Regions from separate parts of the Gossypium hirsutum genome. Here regions 2 and 3 are each linked to region 1. A link is a contact called in public Hi-C data. All regions are on one chromosome and are shown on one strand. The core of a region is the stretch at or near the end of the contact, and the rest is flanking DNA. Distances in the headings are between cores, read along the strand shown.

Region 1 (3,514 bases), core at 321-2,820:
CGACACCGTTTGCATGGAAAGCAAAATGCTTAAATTTTCCTTTTTGGAATATAATTATAAAATAATAAAATGTCTTGTTATCATAACTGTTTTAAGCTTGATTCAGTCACCCATTTTCATGAATAGACTTTTCATCTTCCTAATGCTTTCTACCTTTTTTAAGTGCATTATCACCTCTCATTTTATTTCTCTTTTTTTTTTAAAAAAAAATACATACACTAACATCTATATACTAGACATTCATGTATATATATCACGTCAATAAAATTCATGTTAATTTTTAAGATAATTTTACAAAAAATCAAATTTCAAAAGTTAAAAGACGAAAACTTAGTGGAAGGCTAAAACGATTTTTTCCGAATCCAAAAAAAAAACATTATAGTAGGTAAGTTTTTTTAGTAATTTTACTAAGTGTTATTGAGTTAAGTAACATCAACTTAAATAGTATAAATGTAGGTTTAAAAATAATGAATAATGAAACAAATTAATTTAAATTGTGAGTAAAATAAAATTTAAACACACAAATTCACAATATTAGGAGTATTTAATGCATTTAAATTATTTCTAAAGTTAGTATCGAGTTGACACATTAGCAATATGTACAAACAAGGTGTGTGAAACAATTTATGTAATAATATTGAATTATATAAAAATATTAAAATAAACATTTAATTGCAGCGATAAAAAATTTTATAGATGATAGTATCATTGGTTCAAATCTAAACATTTGTAAATTTTTTATTGGTTTTCTAAAATAAAGAAAAAAATATCATCATAATATATATATTTGCATGTAATGCACTGTATATTAAAAAAAATTAATGGGGGCATTTCGAAGTCTGGGTCTTATGTGATTCAAAAAACTTATTTTTTAAATATGTATATTTTTAAAATTCGAAATTTAATAAATTTTAAAGTTGAAATTTCAGTATCCGTAATTTTTACCAGCTATATGAACTCTAAAACAAGAAAACTTTTGCAGTAATGGTTATGATGGGATCCAGTCAATCATTATCAACAAAGAACATGAAAATGCAAAAAGAAAGTCACAGTTTTGATTCATGAAAACCCTAATGTCATTTGTAAAATGAAAAAAAAAATCAACCTTTACCTTCCTATATTTGATACTACTATCATTGTCATTTATATATATGAACTATGGGAAATAAATAAGTAGTAGAAAAGAAATTTCTTACCTTTACTTGGGCTGAACTAGCTAGCTGGTTCTTCTTGTTGTTGTTTCTTTCTATGGAAACTTTGAAGGTTTTTTTTCCCGGGAAAATATTGCTGAGACTTTTCTTGAGAAAAAAAAAAAGAGTTTGGGAAGTATGGTTGACTAGTTTTGTTTGACCGTAAAAGCTTTGATCTGATCTCAAAATGGTAACGAGATTTAAACTGTTGCTTCACTAACATTTTCCAATGAAAGGGAATCTGTGGTGTTGTGGATTCTGGGTTTTTATTTGTTTAATAACTGGGGAAAAATAAAAAAACTTTCTTAAAAACAGTAAAAACAATTTGTTTATGCAGAAAACAATGAAGGGAGAAGCATTAAAAAAGAAAGAAGTTTGCTTAGAACAGCGTGAGCTCAGATTAGAGATCTGCTAATTTATATATATATATATTCTTTTGTTTTTGATGAGTCCCGATGACAGCGAATATAGGAAATTGTCCTTTTTTCTTTTACTCTTTATTAACCTATTTTCCCACTTCTAACCTAACCAGTTTCAGGGGTAAGTAAAATTCGATTCAATTTAAAAATTTTAATAAAATATTTAAGTTTTAAATTAAATAGTTCGAGTTATTTGAATTAATCAAATTATTCGAATTAACTCGAATGAAAAATTAAGTTTTTCGGTTTAACTCGAATGTAAATTACACAATTCAAGTTATTCGAAAATCCGAATAAAAAAAATCAAAACTAGGTCGTTTTGATAAATGTTCACCTTTTTAAAGTTAAAAGGTAAAATTATCTCATTTTGATAAATATTTACTCATTAAATTAGTTCAATAATCTTGTACTTTGTCTACTAGCTAAATAAGCGGTCCATGTAAACGTAATATTGAGTATAAATAATATAATTCGTTAATTCGACTCAACTTGACTCGATTCCATTTGATTCGAAAAAAGTTCAAATTGAGTTTGGTTGCTAAAATAGGATTCGTCAACTCGACTAACTCGAAATTTTTTGACTCAATTCGACTTGACTCGATCGGATACTCACCCCTATCCCTTGTATTGTATTTACATATTTTTTATTATATAAAATTTATGTTTAAATTACTTTTATATTTTTATGAAATATATCTTAGACATCTTGGCCTCTCTAGATTTCTCATTTTCCTCCTAAATTTTTTATGAAATTACATGTTAGTATAACGGTGAAATTGCGCTTCAATCCCCAATAATTTATGATTCATCTCTGCCCTTAAAGCAATTTTTTGGTTTTATCCCTAACCCAATGTGCAATGTCATACATGAACTTTGATTTTGTACAGTTTTATACATGAAATTTTGATTTAATTCAATTTTTAAAAATCACTAACAACATTATCAAATTAGTATTATTTTACGTTAATATATTGCACACACAAACTATGAAATTAATCCAATATGAAAATAAATGTATGTATTCATTTTTTTAACTGGGTAAAATTAAATTAAAATTAAAATTTTATGCATAATATGAACTACACAATAAAACAAAATTTATATATAAATTTAATATCTATTCGTATACATCTTCAAACATTTGTATATTCATATGAAATTTGTGTGTTTTTTTTTTTCAATTTCATTTTATATATTTGCATTTTCATAATCAAACAAGCAAAGGGGGAAAATAGTAAAATATTTTCTTGGATTGGAACTTTTTTGCATGAGTCATGCATACACGTGAGAGGAGGGGACACGCACGTGCACCCACCTGCACATTAAAGCTCTTTTTGGATTAAAGAAAGATTGAGAACCATATTGAATTGACCAAGGGAGTTTGGGGTGGAGATGATGGTCCTAACCATGTAGGGTTCACCGGTCAGACCCTGGCTTAGTGGGGGTTGGGTTCCACCACCGATCTTGTCAGTCAGTAAGGTGTATCTCAAAATGCTGATTCCAAGAAATTTTCTACCAACATCAACAACGTAATTATCAAGCTTCACTTTATACTTTTAATGTTCTTGCCTTCAGATTTTATTTTATTTTAATTAATAAAGTAGTTGAAAACCATCTAATTATTGGAATAAATATTTGAATGTAAGAGTAAGACATATTATATTTTTTTAGGAGAGAAAATAACTTTAAATTTTGAAGATGATATTGTTAGAAGGAACAACTGTGAACATTAAATATAAACCATAAAACGGACATGCAAAAATACCAAAAAATTTCATCTAATTATCTCAATTTTATTTTTATTTTTACAAACCGAGGGCCAATAGTTTAGACCCTAATGACAAAGTCTAACCACATCCATTTTATCATCACTAAAAATCTTATGAAGATCGTGAGGTGGTATAG
Region 2 (3,565 bases), core at 580-3,079, 170 kb before region 1:
ATAGGACATTCTTATTTCAAAGAAATAAAACACCACACCCAGTGAGTTAGGGCACAATATTTTTAAATCTTCAAAATACCCGAATATTGCCTTTTACTTTTGAAAATTCTTATTTCGAAAAGTCAAAATATCAGGACCAGTAAGTTAGGACCCAACATTTTTGAATTCCCGAGAATAAGCTTTTATTTGAAATTTGTGAATTTATTGCAAAATGAATACTTGACTTTCTAAATTCATCGAAAATTTAATTGTAATCCAGTAAGTTAGGATACGATATTTCTCGAGAATTATGAATGCCAAATATTGAAAATTATAAAATATGGTGGTTTAAAACAAAAATTTTGACAAAACCAAAATATATGTTTTTGAAAGTGTGATAAATGTTAATGCATAACATGAAATCATTATTTTAATTTAAATCATATGTATATATATTTACAAAATAGAAAAATAAAATGTATAAGTATATATACATAGGTAAATCGTGAAAATTCGCATACGTATATATTCAAACACATATATAGGTGCAATATATATAAAATAATAGAATATGTAAAATAATAAAATATTTACAATGATTTTTTTAAAAAAAAAACGGGTACATAAATATATTAAAAGCATGCACATGTTATAAAACATATATATATAAAGTATAAAAAAAATTAGGAAAGTAAAAAAAATAAAAATAGAAAGAGTATGTATATATATAATATATGCGTTAAAAGCTTAGAAGATATATATATAGAAAGCATGCGTATGTATAGGAATAGAAAATATAACCGTAATAATGATAGTAAATAATATGGTAATGATAATCCAATGCCAAATAATATATAGGAAAAAAAAATCGGTGAAGAATCAAATTGAAAAATAAACAGAATTTAAGGGCCAAATTTAAAAAAATGGAAAACACCAGAAAGGGTCAAATCGATACGTGCGTCATGAGAGGAGGGCTCAAAAAAACAATATCCCCATACTGGCCTAACGACGTCGTTTTAACGAGCTCCGTGTGCCTGGTCTATGGGTCGAATTGAAATATGAGCGAAATTTTGTGGCGAAATTGAAAATACATGAAATATCGCTTTAAAATCAAAATAAAGGAGGAGGGGTCAAACGCGAAAATACCCCATTGAATGCCAGAACGCGCGGACCCTGCTTGCGGGTAGGGTCGACGCGCGGGTCTGGCCTTCCAAACGGCACCGTTTTGTTTTTAATATTAAAGCTAAATTTTTTTTTTCAAAAACACAGCCTTATTTCATTTTTTCTTTTTCCTTAAAACAAACAGAGGGAAAAGGGGACTGCTCTGCTAGGTTTTTCTTAACCTAGCCCCCCCAAGCCGCCGCCAGTTCTTCAATCGCCGCCGCGACTTCACCAGAACCAGTGGTAAGGGTTGAGCGATATTGATTTTTGCTCTAAACCCTCCTCAAGCCGACCCAAAGGCAAGGATATTTCTTCCTTTTTTGTTTTAACACTAGTTTAAAAAGAGAATAGATAAAATAGAAAGAACTTAAGAACAAAAAAACACCTTTGATTTTCTTTTTCTGTTCTCTTTTTTGTATCTTTTTTACACTGAATCCCCCCCTCCCATTACATATTCGATAACGGCTTTAAATAGCCGAAAATGAGGAAAAAACGAACCCAAATCCAAAGAAATCTATCCTGTTTTTTCGTTGGCATATTGTTGTTCTGTTCCCTTTTCTTTGTTGTTCTGTTTTGCGTTTGTTGCTGCAGGTAATGCTGGCGTACGGAACGGCGCACGATGGGGAGGGTCGTGGTGCGTGATTCGCGGCGGCGTGCAATGGTGAGAGGCGGCAGCGTTGAAGCAAATAGGCTCCTAGGGTTTCTGCTATTTTGTTTTTGTGTGGGCTAGGTTTAGTGGGTTGGGTCTAGTATTTAGGCTGCTTGTTGGGCTTTGTAAAAAAATTGGACTTCATTTATTTATTTGGTTTATGCATGCGGGCCCGGGCTAATTGGGCCTGCTACATTGGTAACATACATTGCATTCCTAATGAGAAAATGTAAATTCGAATTTTAAAGACAATATTATTGAGATGAGTAACTACAAATCTGAACATAAATTGTAAAACAGATTAAAGGATAATAAAATTAATTTATTAAACTATTTAAAAAGAAAAAAATTATGAAAGTAATAAAAAATGATATAAATAGTATATTCAATTAAAAATTTAATATTATTTCACCAAGTATAACAAATAGACATTCTAATTTACGTAAGCTAAATCACACTGTCAAGTTTTTTTCATTAAATTTTATTTGGATGGAATGTAAAGATACATTATAATTTTAGAGACGATATTTTACTAAAAAAAGGGGTCTATATATTTCCAACATTATTAATGGAAATGGACCACTTAAAACATTATTTATTGAAATAGTCCAAAAAACATAAAACGTGTCTACGTGGGAGTGTTTTTAGGAAAAATGCCGAAAAATGCGCTGACGGAGATGCGCTTTACCCGTGTTAACAAAAATGCGTTCTTAAGTAATGTTGAATGTGAAATATGTGTATATATAGACTCATGAATATGTTTGCAGCTTATTTCTAGACAATGTGGGATTCCTTCATCTTTAACTAACAATATAAAATTAAATGCTACAATGTATTTTATAGTTTTTTACTTATAGAGTTTAATTTTTTTATTACAAAAAGTTAACATTTGTTGCATTATAAATAAAATTTTTAAACTCTATAAGTAAAAAAAAATATAAAAATTAAAATGAGTATAGTAAAATATTTAAAAAATTACTAATAGTCGAGTGATCATTTTGTAAGTTTTTATAATTTGATATCCAAAAAAGCATAGTTAAGTGACTACTAATTAATTTAATCTAGATATAAAAATATGAAAAATCATTATTATATTTTTTGTATATTATATAATTCTATAAAAAATGTATTTAACATAATTATATACTATGTTTAAATAGATTATCTATCTAGTCAAAATACATCTGAAATAAATGTATCAACATTTATTAGGTGATGAAAATTAAATTAAAATTAGGATTAAAAAATTAATGAGTATAGTAAAATATTTTAAAAAATAAATATTTTAAAAAAAGAGATATCAATTTTTTAAAATTACAAAAAACATACTATTTGAGTACAAAATACTCACCATTTATTTATTAATCAAATATTCATATTATAAAATAAAATAAATAATAAAAAATAAAATTATAACTTCTAAATTGAAATAATGAAAAATTATTTTAAAAATTAGAATTGCATGGGTATTAACTTCAAACAATTAAAATTGATTAGAAGATTACTGCATGTACAAGTTTCATATGTGCAATTTGTTTTTTTTAATAGTCCTTTTGTATATGCTAACAATTCTAAAATGCAACAAGATTAAAGATCTCAAAAGATAAATTTATAATATGAGAAAATGTTAACAAAATATAAAAAATATAAAATATAGTGTAGTCTTTAATCTTATGTTGTTAGTTAAAAGAGGAAGGAATCGCATATTGTTTAGGAACAAGTTGCAAGCCTATTCATGACTCTATATATACAGATATCTCACATCCCATATTTTGT
Region 3 (3,134 bases), core at 169-2,668, 190 kb before region 1:
CAATAGGAAAGCAGGATTATAAAAGAGTTAAAAACTTGTGCTCTAAGTAGTAAAGACCTAGAAGCTTTACCATTTTCCTCAATTGCTTTCGTAACAAGTTCCTGGGAGAACCCCATCCCAACAAAATGATCAATTAACTTGGAATTCGGAGAATCTGCAGACGAGCTCACCTTGAGACAATAAAAGTTAACCGTGAGTTCGTTTTGACATTAATTTGTCCCTTAGCTATTATATGCCAGGAAAAAGATATATGTAAGTACAAGAGAGAAGATTAATTGTTTGCAAACACAGGTATTTGAATAACTGGGATAGACACAAAAGTAAAAAGGCTTGATCTTAGTGAATGCATACATATTCATTGCTATGGAGGCTAATCAATGAAATTTAAGCCAGGGACATTGGTAATGTCATCAACTAAATAAAGCAGTGCATGAAAGGGAGATGCGAAACTACAGTGACCTCCAGAGAAAATTCCCATAGGAACTCATCAATTAATATCTATAATGTTTCTTTGGAAATTAAAAATGAAAGAAAACTTCATCGTAGATAATTTTCATAATCATTAAAACGATTTGCATGTTAAAATTTCCAGAATGCCATGTGATGCAATTATGCATGGGCAAGTACCTCTGCTGTGCCTAAAACAGCTTCCCCATTGGTAAGTGACACTCCTGAGCGAGAGGCGATTGCATAATTATCAATTTCCAGCTCATCTTCGGTATCCCAGTCAAAATTATCAGCATCACCACCAGAACCATTTTGATCCTACAAAAATTACAAAACCACACACACATTCATAATATCAAATACAATATATATAAGATTAAATAACTAAAGAATTTTCATTTCTTTTAGCCAACTGACAGCCTAGTGCACAAATGAGAATTTTTAGAAAAATACAGGAAGAATATTACGACGACACATAACATTAAGGAATAAAAAAGTAATAGAACTTGACAGTACCATTTTCCTTGAGCTATAGTACAGCCCAAGAACAGTTTCTTAACCTGTAAAAGAAACAATGAAAACTTATCAGAACTCCGTTACCCGGACTCGGCAATTAGGGGTGCCGTACCAGTGTCGACACGATCCGACACGGATTTCCGACACTGAATACGAGATCAGATCCGGCGGAAACCGACGGACACGGCAGCGGGAGAACTGAGAGGAGAAGAAAAAAACAGGAGGAGAAAAAGGAAAGAGAATGGAGGAAAAGACAAAGAAAGAAGAAGGATACACGGCAGCAGCGGCGATCGTCGACGAGTTCTGACAAAGAAGTTACCGGTGGAGGAAAAGAAATAAAATATACATAGGGGAAGCCCCAACGGCGGTAACGGAGAAGAAGAGGAAACGAGGAGCTGTGGGTTCAGTTTTCACAGGGTTTTTCAATTTTTTTCTATAATGATATTGTGTTTGAAAAGTCACCTATGTAATTATTTATAAATTTTTATAATAATTTATTGAAAAAATATGAAAAAATATATTTAATTAGAAAAAAAGTGTTATAATTCTTTATTTATAAAAATATTATATTATTTCTTTTTATATTATAAATAAAAAGGGAATCGGAATTCTTGAGGGGCAGTGAAAAGTAAAGTAGATTAATAAATAAATAAAATCTAACGCAGTTAAAATTTGCAGCAGTTTTCCGTTTTCCTCTGTAGGTAGCATGGAATAATCGTGCCACTGCGAGGTCGTTGGAGTTCAGTTATAAACTAGTTATCCTTCTAATTAAATTAAGTTGTTTTAAATTTAAATTCAAAATTTTTTTAAAAAAGTGAACACCCAATCAATAAATTAAAATTTATGTTTATTTTTATAAATTGTATTGATAATTCAAATTCAAATTAATTATCAAAATTCATGACGATAGATAATTACTTAATTTTAAAAATACTATTAAATTATCTAATATATATTACTTTTCATACACACGCATGTGAGATTATCATTTCCCCACTTTAGTTGAGAGTTGACGAGACCGTATAGATGGAAGTGAAAGTATCGAATCTCGGGCCTGTTTGGCTGTTGAATTGAAATTATTGGACGCCATGGACGCTATTTGATTTTTAAAAACTCCAATTTTTGAACTTAAAACTTATTATTTGTTTATGTTAATATTTTTTATGTTTTACATAAAAATTTTCCACAACTGTCCTAATTTAATGCTAGTTTAATAATGCTTTTAAAAAATATTTTTGAGAAATGGTTTGAAAATTTTGGTTTGGTATTGTTATTAAAAAATACTTTTCAGAAATAAAATATCTATTTTAGATATGGTATTATCGAGTAACAGATATGCATTTAAATCATGTTTAAATTAGTTAGTATTATTATATTTTAATAAGAATATAAAAAATAATTTATTATAACTTGTGGTTAATATTTTAATATATGAAATATAAATTTTAAATATTTTTAAGCAATAAATATTAATTATTTATAAAATTTAATTAGAATATATAAATTATATTGTGAATATTTAAATAAAACTATTTAATATTAACACATTTTTATTATTTTAAAAAAAGAATTTATTTTAATTAATGAATTTAACATATGTGAAATTAAGTACCAAGAAAAAAAGAAGAAGGAAAAGTAATATGTTGTTGGAGGGGTGAAAAAATAATTAAGCACCAAAAATACTTTTAGGATAAAAAATGCTTTTCAAATGTGCTTTTTAAAAAGTCAAAAATTTCAATCAAAGGTAACTTGTTTAGCATAGTTTTTTTTTTCAAAAATGTTTTTCAAGCTAAAAATATTTTTTTAAGTATTACTAAACAAGCTCTTAGTCAAGGACAAAGACATAAAAAAATTTTTAGGGAAGTCGAAATTATATTTTAATTTTTACGATAATAAAAATGTAATTTCATCATTTGAATACATCTTTATATTTTTAAAATGATTAAATAGAAATTTTATCATTTTTAGGGAGGATTAAAGTACAATTTTAACTTTATTAATTTAAAAATTTTCAAAAATAAATTGTCTAAATAAAAAAAAATCTATTTTAGGGGGTCAACTCCTACCTTCCCCTTGCTACAACCCCTTGCTACCCCCTGAATTTATTGTATATTCCATATGACTTTTAAAATTTGAAATTATGGTATACAAGTATCAAAATTAGTTTTTTT

What was found. Hi-C and Micro-C count contacts between places; a contact is called where the count stands out from the background.
Region 2: a contact with region 1 is called in a Hi-C map of leaf, with 2.1 times the contacts expected there. The contact joins the enhancer-like site here to the promoter of LOC107892281 in region 1. A contact is called at or near these places in 2 of 34 Hi-C or Micro-C datasets (both in leaf).
Region 3: a contact with region 1 is called in a Hi-C map of leaf, with 1.7 times the contacts expected there. The contact joins the promoter of LOC107892277 here to the promoter of LOC107892281 in region 1. A contact is called at or near these places in 2 of 34 Hi-C or Micro-C datasets (both in leaf).

The regions. Positions count from the first base shown.
Region 1 is chrD09:8,433,248-8,436,761 of Gossypium_hirsutum_v2.1, reverse strand. It overlaps LOC107892281, which reads right to left and starts at 1,570. Exons shown (of 2, transcript XM_016817314.2): 1 at 1,197-1,570.
Region 2 is chrD09:8,598,720-8,602,284 of Gossypium_hirsutum_v2.1, reverse strand. No RefSeq gene overlaps it. Among protein-coding and RNA genes, the nearest start is that of LOC107892277, 28 kb to the left of the region's middle. Within about 2 kb of position 1,829, at least 9 of the 9 cell types and tissues checked have an H3K27ac peak or open chromatin away from gene starts, as enhancers often do. A contact at or near this core is called in leaf, where this site is marked.
Region 3 is chrD09:8,626,887-8,630,020 of Gossypium_hirsutum_v2.1, reverse strand. It overlaps LOC107892277 (DNA (cytosine-5)-methyltransferase DRM1), which reads right to left and starts at 1,418. Exons shown (of 12, transcript XM_016817310.2): 1 at 1,238-1,418; 2 at 964-1,007; 3 at 628-765; 4 at 71-170. The coding sequence starts at 966.